Linked DNA regions of Mus musculus: all the other regions are linked to region 5. The links are chromatin contacts, called in public ChIA-PET, Hi-C and HiChIP or PLAC-seq maps. All regions are on one chromosome and are shown on one strand. Each heading gives the region's core, a stretch centred on a gene start, on an enhancer-like site or on the middle of the called end of the contact. The rest is flanking DNA. Distances are from core to core; before and after follow the strand shown. Region 1 has its middle 250 kb from the start of Gm52008. Region 2 has its middle 240 kb from the start of Gm33236. Region 3 has its middle 49 kb from the start of Gm52008. Region 4 has its middle 140 kb from the start of Gm52008. Region 5 holds the start of Bcl11b (B cell leukemia/lymphoma 11B).

Region 1 (2,700 bases), core at 21-2,520, 640 kb after region 5:
CCCCCCCCCCCACCCTGTGATCTGCCACCTCTGCTCTCACGGGCATGGGAACCACTTGTTCATGTCAGAGGAGTCGGCTGTGACAAGAACATTAATTTCTTTGCACAGACATGTGTCCTTGTCACTCGTGAGAAACATTGCAATGTTGAACACTCGTCTGCACACAGAAACAGGCGACAGTACTTCGTTCCAGAACAAGCCATTCAATGGGGGTGGGGATGGGGGTGACAAGCAGGTGATGATCTGTGCTTACCCCTCAGGCTGCACGACAGGATCTACCTAAAAGCTCAGGTCACTGCCAGTCACTCGATCTTTACCATTGTCATAGTGTCCTTCGATCCACTAAGTTTGCCACAGGGAAGAAAATGAGTTTCTGGGTGTAGAAGAAGAAACTTCCGTTTTGAGAAGGTTAGGGAATCCAACACTCCCTTCTGACCTCTATAGGTTGCTTCATGCCCATAGGGCACATATATCTAGGTGAACACACATACACATAAAATAAATACACAAATGTAGATATTCAAAGTCATTCTCTTTCAAGTAGTATCTTTTGGAAAATATAAATTTAGATTAATTCCTGGCAAGGCTGCAAAGAGGACCTGTTAGTTGTTAGACCACAGGCTGAACACAAAGTAAGGAAAATATTGACCTAGTTAAAGCTGAACTTTTCTATCTATTCTAGACAAACCTTGTGGGGTCTGCTATATAAATCCAAAATTCCACCAAAATTGTTATCCTAAGCATAGACAGTACAATGGATTTCAGTTCATGGTTGCCAGCTGGACCACCACCATATGGAGGTTTCTTTAGTAGCCAAGGGAGTGTCCCTCGATGGTAACCAACACGGGCCAAGGAACTTCAAACTGAGGATTAATTAAGTATTGGTTTCCATTGGCTTTAGCAAAGTCAAGGGCACGTAAGAGGTGTTCAACTTCCCACAGAAGAGAGACAGGGTATCGGTATAGTTTAGACTAATAAATCCTTACAACAGCACCTGCATGATGGTGGAAACTTGAGTTTCTAAGAACATGCCACCTCTGGTTGGATTTAAACAGAAAGGTGGCTTTGCTCGCTCATATTTCCTACCAGGCAAACCCGGGAAGGATTCTCCTATGTCACACAGTCAAAGGTGTCCTGGGCACGCGTATCAGTTATATGTGGTAGGGGAGAAAGGATGTGTGATGTTTCTGTCTACTCCATTCTTAGCGGGGACAGACCTTTGTCGCTGGAGGCAGGCTAACAAAGAGAAAAACAAACACAAGTTTAATGCCAGCTCGGTCTACTTCCTGTACAGATGTGAGACAGCTCAGAGAAGAGCTGATCTCCGGAGAGATCTCGGTGTGTTATCTTAGACCTGAGGCTTTAACACTCTCTTCTCTAAGCCTGAGAAGAATGAAAGCAGGGTGGGCTCGAAGTAAGTCCAGTTGAGATAAACCAACCAGGGAAAATACCAAGAAACCAGGGTACATTTTGTACTATAGATTTAAGTAGAACAGACTTCTGTGGTAAGCATCTCTGGTCATTCAGGGTTGCTCTCGATGGTATAAAGGTCACACACACACACACACACACACACACACACACACACACTGCCCCCACTCACAGTAAATCACTCGCAGATGTAAATGTCTCCCATGGAAATTTTCGAAGTGACCCCTGTATGTATGTACAATTTCTTAAAAACAGAAAATAGAAAGCAAAACCAAACAAAACCAGCTCAAAATAAGCCTTGCGCCAAAGAGGCACGTTCCACAAGTTGGGCCTGTGGCACGTGCTGGCCTGTGGCAGTTGTGTCTCACAATGGAGTATAGTGTGTGCTGACTACCATGGAGAGTGACAGTTCAATCATTTAGGACAGTCTTCTGGAAGGCTGAGAGTAGTGTTAGTTTAGTAGGCCCACCATAGTGCGGCGGCATGGGCAACAAGACCTTAGTGCCTCACAGTTTAGAAGGCCGAGGTGGTCGGCATGTCAGCAGGTTGACTCCTTCTGCAGTCCTCCCTCCCTCCTTAGCCTGCTGATGCTCTTTCCCATGTGTTGTTAGTCAACTCTTCCCTTTTTGTTTATCCAAGTCCATATTTTCCCCCTTTTATCAGAGCAGCAGTCCCCAGGACTAGGGTGCACCCTACTAAAGGCAGTTTACACGATCACCACTTTAGAACCCTGGCCTGTACACGCTGGGTTTTAGACATTAGGGATTTAACATATGAATGCATCAGTCCCAACTCAGCCCCTAACAGGGAAACCCCCTGGCACCGATGAGAAAACTCAGGCATAGAAATTTGGTCAAGGTCACCCAGTGAACAAGTAGAGAGCTTGGTTTCAATTCTGCGCAGGTCCAGGCTTTTTAGCGTGAGCTGGGCAAAGTTCTACGGAAATCCAAACCTGCATCTGAAACAGGAAAGGTGAGGTGGCTGGAATGGAGGTGAACCACAGCGGCTATGTCAGGAGCGCCACAGCACTGACACAGAAATGTGGAGTCGGGAATTGGCAACAGGTGCTGACTGAAGGTCTGGAGCTAGCAAGGGCACAGTGTGAGCCCGTGTCACATTTCCTTAAGGTCCTGAGTGGAGACAGCCAGCCCTTGATCAGAGCTTCATCTGGTGTACAGCAGCAGGCACAAGCTCTTTAAGGCTAGAAAGACAGGGATGCGGCCCGTGAGCCACTTCTCCCCCATATCACAGAGCTGCCACTAATATGAA
Region 2 (2,700 bases), core at 130-2,629, 600 kb after region 5:
GGCTCCTGTTTCCTATGTAGGAATTCTCAGAGATTCTCTCTGTGTGTGTGTAGCTTTCCTCTTTCGTCTATGAACTTCAGCAAATGTGCTTCTCTGGCCTCCTAGCTTCATGGGCTCAAATCAGGAAAGCCACTGGTCTTTGTATCCCCTTAAGTGTAGCCCTATACTCAGGGACCTCTTGGGGTGTGTGTGTGCATGTGCTTTTGTGTGTGTGTGTGCATGTGTGTTTGTGTGTGTATGTTCGTGTGTGTGTGTGTGTGTGTGTGTGTGCGTGTGCATGTGCATTTGTGTGTGTATGTTTGTGTGTGTGTGTATTGACAGTTACTTTTAGATCAATGTCTCTAAATTTAAAATCATTGCATCACATAATATGACTTCTTTTTTTTTTTATTTGTCTCAAGTAAAAGAAAGAATGTGTATCCTGCTACCCTAAGTTTTGTGGAAAGGAAAGGATGTTTGTTTGTTTGCTTGCTTGCTTGTTTTCCATTAGTTTCTTGCTAGGCTAGGAAGCAGGAAAAGGACTGGACAATCAGTATGGGGACCAGGAATCATTGTGGAGGTCCCCTTGGTTTTCTCTAGTGATGTGAGATTTTCTTGGGCCTGAAGATGTGGAACAGGCAAGAAGAAATGAAGACTTTGAGCAATTAGTTCCTTCAGACCTAAACAGTGAGTTGGCAGTGTGGCTCCTGAAGACTTGCCTTGGGGTTCATCTCAGTCATCCATCTTTCAGGGATCAAGGCCCTCCTCAGACTCTCCCTAGTTTCCCTGTCTGCTTTGCTCTTCTTGGCATCAGTGGCATCCTTCAGGACCCTGACATGGTGATGACGTGTTGCGATGTGAAAAGCCACAAAATCTGACAAGGAAGATGAAAATGGGTGAAGATTATCTCCAACGGAAAAAACCAGCAGCCTTAACAATAGAAGCAATCAGTGTCCTTTCTTCAGGAATTCACCCAGGATCTTCCTGCTTCCAGATAGCAGTTTCCTCCCCACTGCGGTTGCCTTTCTTTTATTCCATAATTCATGTTCTTCTGAAATTATTCTTTCCGAGACTTAACCTTATTTCAATTAAAAACACACACCTTATTAATTGAAACACCAGATGAGAGCAATTGATAATTCGTGCGAGGAAAAGCAAACATCTCCTCTATAAATATTTCCCTCTTGGTTCTTCAGGTGATTATTAGTTAAGCTTCGAGAAACTGCTTGGCGCTCCAAACCAAACCATAATTAATAATAACCGCTTGCATGCGCACAGTGTTCACAATATAGAGAGCTCTGAGAGTGTTCATTATTTAATTTCATCTTCTTAAGCAGCCTATGAGACGGTAAGGGCAGGAATTAGTCATTTCCTGTGTCAGCTGAGGCTGGGGAGGAGGATGACATGTGCCCAGCATCACGTGGAATAGACAACTGGATGCAGCCAGCGTTCTGGGCTCTACCTGCTTACGGCTTTTCATCGTAAGCGAGGAAAGCTTATTTTACAGATGTGACATGTCTCCTCATGTGATTCTAAGTGCAGGTTTCTGAAGTCAACAACAGATGGTGTAGGGAAGGGGAAACTCTGGGTACTGAACCTCCTCTGGCTGTTGGTCCCACGGCTCTATCCGTGCACTTCCAAGTCAAAGATGGAGGATCACAAGCCCTGCCTCACCAGCCACTCAGAGTCGTGAGCTAACTGCAGAGAGCAACCTTCATTCTTGAAATGAAATAACTTTGGACAAAGAAGCCAGCTGATCTGTTAAAAGTCTGTAGAAAATGGTTTTATGGGAGATAGGTGAGTCAAACTTGATTTTTCTTCCTTTCCCTCAGCCCATCTCCAGGGTAGCCTGGATGCCTCTGAAGTTGGAGCTAAGAGGCAGGCAATTTGGTTTAGATTCTAAGCCTCCTGGAGCCTCATTCTCTGTTTTCTTACATGATGGGTTGTCAGCTCTCAGTTACCAAAGATGTGTCCAATACCTCACAAAAGACTGGACTTAAACACCTCTGCATTTTCCTAAGGATGATGCCAATTTAGTCTCTCTCACTGAGTGTCTGCAAGTGTGTGGCCAAGAGATTTGGAGGCAGCCAACTGAGGTCAAATTTTGAAATTGACAGTCGCCACTTCTATGACTTTGGAAATATTACTTAATGGCTTCAAGTCCTGCTTCACCATTAGAATAAGTTCAACAACCATTGAGTTTCTGCTTCGAGTCCAAGGTCCTGGCCTATGTTTGAGCACCTGCCTCTGACGTCATAGATCGACTGCACAGGAAGGAGAAGTGACAACTTTCTCCATCCCAGAGGGTTCTGCCCCTAACTTAATCACCTCCCAGGCTCCCACCTCCTAACAACAAGCCACCCATGGTTGGGTTACAACTGATGTGAATTTCAGGGGACACAGGCGGTCAGGCCAAGTCAAGGAGATATTAAGTGTAGAGCCCAGATAACTCCCAAGGCTTGGGTGCTACTCTCTGGATGTAGACTTACATCTGCACAGGACATTCTAGCAGTCAAAATGAAGCTGAAAGTCCTTTGGGTTTTATGTAGTCATGTAGTCTGTTAAGGAAATTTCAAAGGTTGAAAGATATCTAATTAATACACATCAAAGACCTAAAATTCCCGCTTCCCCATGGCTGTCATTTAAAAATTCCCCAGGAGTGAAATCTCAGCCTTTTCACCTTCCTCCATGCAGTTCTAAACTCAGCCCACAGAACTCATC
Region 3 (2,700 bases), core at 170-2,669, 840 kb after region 5:
CTCTCTGCAAAATTGTTTCAGGAATTGACACTGGTTTGTCCTGAGTCAGAAGAGCCTTTTGTGCCTCTAGGTGTGAGCCCAAATGAAGAGAACCAGGAGTGGCTGAGACTCTTATCACTTGCTGATGCTTGGCAATCTGTTTGTTTGATCAGTTACAATGCATGCAGCGTGAGATCCAAGTCCATCCACCATCTCCAATTCACGAGGGATAGGCGTCACTGGCTGTCTTTGGGATTCTGTCCTGTGTATTTGGCTTAGCCAGTGTGTGGTCCCTGGCGTGGATGTCTACAGAAGGAATGGGGGCTAGGGGAAGACAGCAAGCAGAGTGGGCCTGTCCTGTTAACCGCACGTCTGCCCCAAATCTAATTGAGTCACTCAGTTAAACTGCTCAAATGCACACAGATTAATAACAAGCCCAAAGGCCAGCTATTCCTTACTGCTTCCTATATAAGCACTGCTATATAAAATACAAGTTACCTGGTGACTGTGTGTTCCAGAGGGGCAATACATTTTTAAGTACGCTACAATGTCCCAAACATGATGTGAGATAACTAAGAAAAAAACACAAGCTCTTGGTTTTCTGACATTCTGGTGGAACAAGGCATCTCACATATTTTGTTTGCAATCTTACCAAGAATGCAAATGAGAATTGCAGGCCATTACCCTGCTGAGAAATTGTTCCCGGGAGACAAAAATCTTAATGAGAGGACATTTCACACCCACAGCCTTGCATTCTCTTCCTCCCTCACTGGCCCCTGACCTCTCTTTCTGGTTCCCTGGGCAGCCACTTCTGCGGGCTTGCTACCCATGAAGGTATACACTGAGCAAGCCCCTTCCCTGCTCATTGACACTGTGCCCTAAACAACCATCCGTCATTAGAATATCACGTATATCCATTCCTGACTATAGGTAAGGCCAGGGCTGATTGCAGGGCCAAGCAGGATGTATGTAGGTTATATGCAAATGTGTCATTTTGTATGAGGGACCCGAGGACTTCCTGGAATCAGTCCTTATGGGTACTGAGAAAATACTGAGAAGCCATTGGTCAGAACTGAGTTGCTATCCACCTATTCCTCCTCCAGAAATCTAATTCCTGGAAGAACAATCCATTGACTCTGGCCGGGCGAGTGTTCTGACAGATGTCCTGTTTTGATGAAGGCATAGCTGCATTTTGGAGGAGCTGTGGGCAACCTCGGGAGCTGTACGGTGTATGCAAACATCTCAAGGGCTGTGCCCTGTGATGTATAAGGAGACCCCTCTAGAAGCGCTGTCTAGATTCACTTGCCTTTGGTCCCTTTTTTGTCTCACTTCTCACAGGGGCTGATCCCCCTCCAGAGCCGGCTCATGCTCCTCTCTCTGATACCAGCCGAGGAGGCGTGGGCCCTATCAATCTTGTCACCTGTGTGAAGCCTGGGTGGCCTCCTCCCCCTTCCCTCCCTAAGCCTTGGGTCTGTGACCGCAGGGGTGAGCTGCTGGCCTCGGAGTGCCACTTTCTCAGCGGGGGCACTTCCTCCCCTGCAAGCTGCTTTGGCAAATTGTTTATCTCTCACAAGGATAGTAAGAGAGATCCTATCAGTGAAACTCTATCTGTCTGGGCACAGATGTCTGCCTCCCTGGCAGGCTCCTGTTCACCCTGCTGTGGCCTACCATTCTCAGGTCTTTGCCCTCCTCCCCCAAACTTCCCCCCTCAAAATCTGCAGTCAGGGAGGGGAAACAGTGGGGGCAGAGTGTGAAGCTGCCTCTGGGAGCTGAGGAAGTGCCAGGGAAGACAACCATCAGGTCTTATAGCAACTGTTATCAAGGGTCATGTTAGGAAGGGAACGGGATGCAGACACCAGGACCCAGATGGCAGTCTGGATAGCAGCTTTTTTTTTTTTTTTTGCAGGATGCAGAGGCAAAGGGTGGTGGATTTCTGTAGATGACTGTTTTAAAACAGCGAGAGCAGGAGGGCTCTGTGCTGCTCTCTGGAACTTTCTGCAGCTAAGGTAATTTATATTTGGACTATGTCATTCACTAGCCCACAGGCACCGTGGGTATAGTGACCTCTCGAGATACAAAAAAAAAAAAAAAAAAGGAAGGCTGGAACTGTGAAGTGTCTTTAGTTTATCTAGTTGAGATGTGACTGAGCGAGCCAATTAGCAGTTTCAGATGTTGGTGGATGACCATGGGACTCGCCTCTGACACACTTGCTGACCACTGCTAGGATGAAAGCCTTTGTCGCCTGGCCTGTCGCAAGACGTCTGAATCCCTGTTGGCTCTGTTTTACTCTCTCAGTGACTTGGGCTGAACTTGCTGAGGCCAAACATAAGGTGCAATGCCTGACGGGATGGGGCTGGGTGGAGTCTGTGTGCTCATTTCTCCTAGGTGAGACCCTGGCCCATGTGCCAGGCTCCAAAGAGATTTGAGAATCCCCAGTGCTGTTGGGTGGCTATAGCTGTTTTATAACTATAAGTACAGAGGTGTCACAGTTCCGTGGTGGGGACACTTTGATGTCTGAAGAATCCACTTTGCAATATCAAAGTCATCTGACATGTCATCGGGTGCGAAGAGTAAAAGGGTCTGAGTTTGAAGCGTCAGGCACCATGCCCAGGGTACCAATAAATGCCTTTCTCTACCTTTCCCCTTGGACCATAACCACTGGTTTGGGAGGAATAGCATCCTTAGATGCGGGATGGAGGGCTATTTTGTCTGTTTCAGGTT
Region 4 (2,700 bases), core at 47-2,546, 760 kb after region 5:
TTATACTCATATTACAAATGTATGAAAATTATCCTTAGTAATAAGCCTTTTTCATTACAAGTGTTTTTAAGGTTTTAGAATTATCCTTATAGTGCACAGATGCAAGCATCTTAATAAAGACTACTTGGTACACGTTAAAAGAAAAACAGAATCTTCTCTGAGGAAGTAAATGGACTAGTTACCACCTACAACAAACTGGTTACACAGCTAAACAGCACATTGAAGTCTTTACCAGTATGTTCCAGTGCATGATCTGCGTGTGTACATGTACATGTATATATGTGCATATGTGTGTGAGGGCATTTGTGTATGTGTGTGTGTGTGTGTGTGTGTGCCTGTGTGTGTTTGTACAGTGTGTGTGTTTGTGTTGTATTTATAACCACATGTTCTTGTGTGTTTACAGTGTATGGAAGGCAGAGGTTAAAGCCAGGTGTCTTCTTCAATCTGTTTCCACCATATTTTTTGAGACGGGCTCTCTCACTGAATCAGCTCTCTGATTTAGCAAAACTAGCTGGCCAGCACTTCCCAGGGATTCCTAGGTCTTTGCCTACCTGGCCCGAGGATTAAAGGGGCACACCACCACATGGATATTTATGGAGGTGTTGGAATTCAAAGTCAGTTCTCCACAGTTTATCCGATGAGCTCCCTCTTCAGAATTCAGTACCAGTTTTTATTGCATGGAAACAGTATCTGCAAAATGACTTAAAAGTTAAGAAATGTTTATATACAGCGAGTGTCCTGGTTTGATTTCTGTTGCTGTGCTAAAACACTCTGACCCAAAGCAACAAAGGAGAAGAAACAGTTTATTTGGCTGACACTTCTTGGTCACAGCCCATCACTGATAGAAGTCAGGACAGAAGCTCAAGCAGGAACTTGAGGCAGAAATCATAGAGAAGGGCTGCTTGCTCACTTGCAGACTTCTGCTTAGCTGGCTTTCTTGTATAGCCCAGGTGCCCATGCCCAGGAATGGTGCTACCCACAGTAGGCTGGGCCTTTCTAAGTCTGTTCACAATCATGACCAGCCCTGTTGGGAAACCATGCTATTAAGGTCATAGTCTATCCCATGACTGATCAACTCGCAGAGCTTGGTGTGAAATGGAAGACTCCCTTTCTCAGCAGGACTTCCCCCTTCTCCACTGACCCTATCTGGAGAGTGTCTCTAAGCACAGGTGTGTCTGACCTTATCTAAAGGATGACCCTGCCCGGAGCTTCCTGCAAGTGCTTCATGATTCAGCACAGAAGTCCCACTCAGCCCTTCCCGCCACATGATAATTAGGTATGACCAATCAGCACTTCCTGCCTGTAACCTCCCGCCCCCCCCCCCAAAAAAAAACCCACAGAGGAAGTCATGTAGCCTATGGCCAGATTGCAGATTCAACTTCCTCTCTGATAAAAACCTACAGGTCAGGTCCTTAGACTTCTTCTTTATGTAAATGAAGCATTTGAAGGCCTCCACCCTAGCCAATAACTTATACCCATCTTGGAAATTTCTACCCACTTCCCAAATCTGTATAGCCCTTGTTCACACCTAATAAAGTTGAGCGGTTTCATGAAAGCTGATCCCAGAAGTCAATCAATCCATTGGTATTCATAGCTGAACATTGTCCCCACCTTCCTGCCTCTTCTCCCTTTGTCCTCATGGACCTGGTGGCCAACAGCTCCCAGGAAGAAGGAAGGGTTACGAGAGCTCACGGACATGCCCCCAAATCAATCTGACCTTGGCAATCCCTCAATTGAGAATCCCCTCTCAGGTGAGCCTAGGCGTCCAGATGACAGTTAAAGCTAACCAGGACAGTGGGGATTCTAGGTGTATGATTTGGGCACCAGGGACAAAGAGAAGAAGTAAAAGATGAAGACGTAGGAAAGAAAGGAGAAGGAATTGGCTCTCCTTTCCCAGCTGACCCGGCTGACAAGGGGCTAAGGTCAAAATCGACTGTCACCAAGTAGTTCCCAGCTGATCACTCCTTGGCAGACACTTGCATTTGTAAGACAAAAAGCAATGGCTTTAGCCAGTTCATGGTGCTTCCTGAACATCAGTAGTCTGCCCCAACATTGATCTGTTGGATGGAGAGTCTCTCTGCTTTTAGTAGAAATGTTCCCAGACACACCCGCTTAGGAATGAGCAGAAGACCAGTGTCCCGTGTGTGCAGGAGCCCTAGACACTTCAGAAAGAACCTAACTGAAGGTGCTCAATGATAAATATCCCCATTTACTCGCTACATTTGAACCACTTAGAATTTGAGAATAGAAATATTTTTTTAAAGAATTGAACACTTTCTTTTTTCCCTCTGGAACAGTTTTGACTGCATCTTTCTATTATGACATCACAGCCATCCTAATGGCATGGCACAGACTCAAACAGGGAGTGGGGGACCCCTTCTGGACCGTAGAACTAGGGTTTAAGAAAGATGCCCCCAGGGTGTGAGCATATCCCTCTCTCAAGACTTTTTTCCATCTTATTTTCTTTCATCTGGGGCAGGGGAGTAGATATGCATGTGTGTGCATATGTGTACATGTGTATGTGCATGTGTACATGTGTGTGTGTATGTGTGTACACATACGTGTATGTGGAGGCCAGAGGACAACCTCAGTTTTCTTCCTTAGAAGCCATTCAGATATTTTTTGAGACAGAGTCTCTCAGGAACCTGGCACTTCACAACTAGGCTACATTGCCTTATTAGGGAGCCCAAGATCTGCCTA
Region 5 (2,700 bases), core at 159-2,658:
AAGGAGACTAGGGTGTGGGGGCGGGGCAGTGCTTGACCCCTAGGAGTTAATGGGGCCCAGAAGGGCGAAGAACCCTTCTGGAATGGGATTCAAACAAAATGTGCCCCCCCCCACTGTGCCCCTCAGTATCATTAATTTTGTTGTTTGAGACGACCAACCCCCAACGGTTTATATGGAGACACTTTTTTGGAAGTTTCTACAAAATGCTCCCCTCTCCAAATAAGTAAAACCAACTGTAACTACTTTTCTAGAGAGTGAAGGAAAACAATTTTATCTGTCGCCTCAGTCTCCCCCAGCCCGTGGTTTCCAGCCCTCTTTCTCGAGTGGGTGGGTTTGGACTTGCTTGGACTCAGTGTACCTCAGTTACTCACACAGCACTCCGCCCCCTTTCTCAGGGAGTCCGGCTCCCGGGGGAGGAAGAGTGAGTGGGGACAAGATTTTATTTTATTTATCCCCCCCCACCCTCTTTTGCGCTACCGGTGCTCGGTGATAAGACCAGCTTACAAAAACAGTAGTTTGCACGTGTGGCCGGCCGGCCTGGGTTGCGGGTGTGCGCACTGGCGAGTGTGTGTGAGTGCGCGCGCGCGTGTCTCGGTGTGTGCTTTCTTGTTCTCTTACAGGGTACAATGTTAAAAAGCCACCGCTAGTCGCCCCCAGTGCTCCGACTCTCTGGGTCTTTTTGTCTCTAGAGCAGATTAAACGTCACGTCCGCACTTGAACTTGAATTTTATCCCATTGTACAGAGGCAGCCCCAGCCACAGAGAGACCGAGAGCTCCCGGAGAACCCGGACTCCGCCATCTTCACGTTGCAATCTATAGCTCCCGTCCACGCCCGCACCGACCCGGGCGCACTGGGCGAGCCGCCCCGCAGCCCCGCTCCCCCTGGGCCCGCGGCGCCGGGCAGCGCTGGGGAGCGCACGCGGGGACCCGCAGCCCCTCCGGCCGGCGCCAGCCTGCCAGGTGACCCGGGAAGGAGCCGCTCCCGGAGTCCCCCAGAGCCTCGGAGGGGTCAGCCTCCGAGAAAGAAAAAAAGCAGGCAGCGCGCAGAAAACCCAGAAAGAGCCGAACCAAGGCAGCTTTTCATTGCTTTTGGGTTTTTGAGGGGGCGGGGTGAGGGGGTACGAGACAAGTCCCCAAGTTTTCTTTGCCTTTTTTTTTTTTTTGGCTTTTTTGAAATTTGTTTGCATTTTTTCCTCCCCCCTCCCCTTGGGTGGAAGTGCGCGTTCCACCTACCAGACCCCGAAAGAAAAGTGTCAGAGGCCGGTGCAAAACCCGGCGTAACTTCAAGAAGACATTTACAAGTCTAAGAGGCCAAGCACTTTGAAGAAGTGTGAGAGATATTTTTCCTCCAAAAGAATATATTTTTAAAGAAACCGGCCAGCCAGCGGCGAGCAACAGCAGTTTTATAATTTATTTTAGCCTTTTCTCTATTTTAGAGCAAGCCATCTTCCTGGCTTTTTCTTCTTTCTTTTTGCAAAAACAAAAACAAAAACACAGCCCAGAAGAAAGAGCAAAATAAAGACGAAGAAGAAGAAGAGGAGGAGGAAGAGGAAGAGAGGAAGGGCAGAGGCACCAACCCGGGCGGAGGAGGAGGCGCGGCGGCGGCGGCGGCTCAGACCCCCTCCCCGGCCCGCATCTGTGCAGCTTTCCGGGCGATGCCAGAATAGATGCCGGGGCAATGTCCCGCCGCAAACAGGGCAACCCGCAGCACTTGTCCCAGAGGGAACTCATCACGCGTAAGTGTCTGCCGCACGCGCGAAGGGCCGGCGGCTGGGGCTCCGGGCGCCCGGGGCTGGGGACACCAACCCGGGAGCAGCGGCCGAGCGTGGGGTTCTGGGAAAGTTTCTCTGCAGCCGGGGGCAGCCGCCGCGGGCTCCGGGCCGGGGAGGGGGCGCGCGGGCTTGCAGGCGGCTGTGCGCGCCGAGCCCGGCCGGACGCTCGGCCCTCCAAGCGGCGTGTGTGGCGGCGGCGGCGCTGGTGGCGGGGTTTGGAGAGGAGGGGGAGGGGGCCGAGGAGTGGAGGGGGAGGGGGAGCCGGGAAAAGTTGGCGAGCGCGTGGGTCCGCGCTCGGAGGAGCGGGCGGACGGAGCCCCGAGAGCGCCCTGGACCCAGGGACCCGCAGGGGAAAGGGATGGCCGCGGGCTTCGGGTTCCCGGTCGCTGCGCCCCGCCAGGCTGGGCGCCGACCGCGCCGCTGCTAGGATTCCGAAGCCGCCGTCCCCTCCCCTCCTCTCGCTATTTGCAAAAGAATCCAGCTGCGCAGCTGTTTGCTGTGCTGGAGCACCCCCTCCTCATTTCCCCACCTCCGTCTCCTGGGACGGTCTTGTCTTCTTTCCCCCCCCAACTCAAAAAAAAAAAAAAGGTGTGGGGGGGAGGTTTTGGGTTGGTGAAAAAAAAATCCCCGCCACGAGTTAACAAAAAAGTCATGAGTGGGGAAAAAAAAGGGATGCTCTTATAACAGTAAAAATGAAGAGAAAGAAAAAGGAAGGGGAGAAAATACCTATCATCCTCTTATCCATCTTTCTATCTCTGTATCTTTCATCTTCCCATCTAAATAAACAAGGCAGGTCGCGGTGCAAATCCGCCGGATTTCAAGCAAGTGGAGGGGCTTGCAAAGTCAGGCAGCAGGGCAGACTCTCAGCAGCTTCCACCGCCCCAGCTGGGTTCATTTAGAAAAGAAAACGCCAGCGCGAGCCGCGCAG

Evidence for each region. Hi-C and Micro-C count contacts between places; a contact is called where the count stands out from the background. ChIA-PET counts read pairs in DNA pulled down with a chosen protein or histone mark. HiChIP or PLAC-seq counts read pairs in DNA pulled down with a chosen protein or histone mark.
Region 1: an RNA polymerase II ChIA-PET map of memory CD8 T cells shows a contact between it and region 5, with 33 read pairs. The contact joins the enhancer-like site here to the promoter of Bcl11b in region 5. A contact is called at or near these places in 6 of 39 promoter capture datasets (the 3T3-L1 cell line, embryonic stem cells, liver and 2 more), 7 of 484 Hi-C or Micro-C datasets (CD4 T cells, CD8 T cells, double positive thymocytes and 1 more), 15 of 115 datasets of contacts at active chromatin or transcription factors (the SCID.adh cell line, T-cell acute lymphoblastic leukemia, craniofacial prominence and 10 more) and 1 of 9 other capture datasets (embryonic stem cells).
Region 2: a contact with region 5 is called in a Hi-C map of regulatory T cells, with 2.2 times the contacts expected there. The contact joins the enhancer-like site here to the promoter of Bcl11b in region 5. A contact is called at or near these places in 8 of 39 promoter capture datasets (the 3T3-L1 cell line, embryonic stem cells, hippocampal neurons and 3 more), 6 of 484 Hi-C or Micro-C datasets (Th1 cells, Th2 cells, embryonic stem cells and 2 more), 19 of 115 datasets of contacts at active chromatin or transcription factors (the SCID.adh cell line, SST interneurons, T-cell acute lymphoblastic leukemia and 13 more) and 1 of 9 other capture datasets (embryonic stem cells).
Region 3: a contact with region 5 is called in an H3K27ac HiChIP or PLAC-seq map of double positive thymocytes, with 6 read pairs. The contact joins the enhancer-like site here to the promoter of Bcl11b in region 5. A contact is called at or near these places in 6 of 39 promoter capture datasets (cranial neural crest, embryonic stem cells, hippocampal neurons and 2 more), 1 of 15 datasets of contacts at CTCF or cohesin (thymocytes), 11 of 484 Hi-C or Micro-C datasets (CD4 T cells, DN3 thymocytes, the P5424 cell line and 6 more), 15 of 115 datasets of contacts at active chromatin or transcription factors (CD8 T cells, the SCID.adh cell line, acute myeloid leukemia and 12 more) and 2 of 9 other capture datasets (embryonic stem cells and liver).
Region 4: a Hi-C map of Th2 cells shows a contact between it and region 5, with 2.1 times the contacts expected there. The contact joins the enhancer-like site here to the promoter of Bcl11b in region 5. A contact is called at or near these places in 11 of 39 promoter capture datasets (the 3T3-L1 cell line, 3T3-L1-derived adipocytes, cranial neural crest and 6 more), 3 of 484 Hi-C or Micro-C datasets (CD4 T cells and Th2 cells), 14 of 115 datasets of contacts at active chromatin or transcription factors (acute myeloid leukemia, craniofacial prominence, embryonic basal ganglia and 9 more) and 1 of 9 other capture datasets (embryonic stem cells).

The regions. Positions count from the first base shown.
Region 1 is chr12:107,360,856-107,363,555 of GRCm38.p6, reverse strand. No RefSeq gene overlaps it. Among named protein-coding and RNA genes, the nearest start is that of Gm52008, 250 kb to the right of the region's middle. Within about 2 kb of position 1,270, at least 33 of the 459 cell types and tissues checked have an H3K27ac peak or open chromatin away from gene starts, as enhancers often do. A contact at or near this core is called in CD8 T cells, the SCID.adh cell line, T-cell acute lymphoblastic leukemia and 4 more, where this site is marked.
Region 2 is chr12:107,403,695-107,406,394 of GRCm38.p6, reverse strand. No RefSeq gene overlaps it. Among named protein-coding and RNA genes, the nearest start is that of Gm33236, 240 kb to the left of the region's middle. Within about 2 kb of position 1,379, at least 5 of the 459 cell types and tissues checked have an H3K27ac peak or open chromatin away from gene starts, as enhancers often do. A contact at or near this core is called in Th1 cells, regulatory T cells, regulatory T cell precursor and 1 more, where this site is marked.
Region 3 is chr12:107,159,085-107,161,784 of GRCm38.p6, reverse strand. No RefSeq gene overlaps it. Among named protein-coding and RNA genes, the nearest start is that of Gm52008, 49 kb to the right of the region's middle. Within about 2 kb of position 1,419, at least 50 of the 459 cell types and tissues checked have an H3K27ac peak or open chromatin away from gene starts, as enhancers often do. A contact at or near this core is called in CD8 T cells, DN3 thymocytes, the P5424 cell line and 2 more, where this site is marked.
Region 4 is chr12:107,245,922-107,248,621 of GRCm38.p6, reverse strand. No RefSeq gene overlaps it. Among named protein-coding and RNA genes, the nearest start is that of Gm52008, 140 kb to the right of the region's middle. Within about 2 kb of position 1,296, at least 5 of the 459 cell types and tissues checked have an H3K27ac peak or open chromatin away from gene starts, as enhancers often do. A contact at or near this core is called in Th2 cells and regulatory T cells, where this site is marked.
Region 5 is chr12:108,002,122-108,004,821 of GRCm38.p6, reverse strand. It overlaps Bcl11b (B cell leukemia/lymphoma 11B), which reads left to right and starts at 1,408. Exons shown (of 4, transcript NM_001079883.1): 1 at 1,408-1,736. The coding sequence starts at 1,679.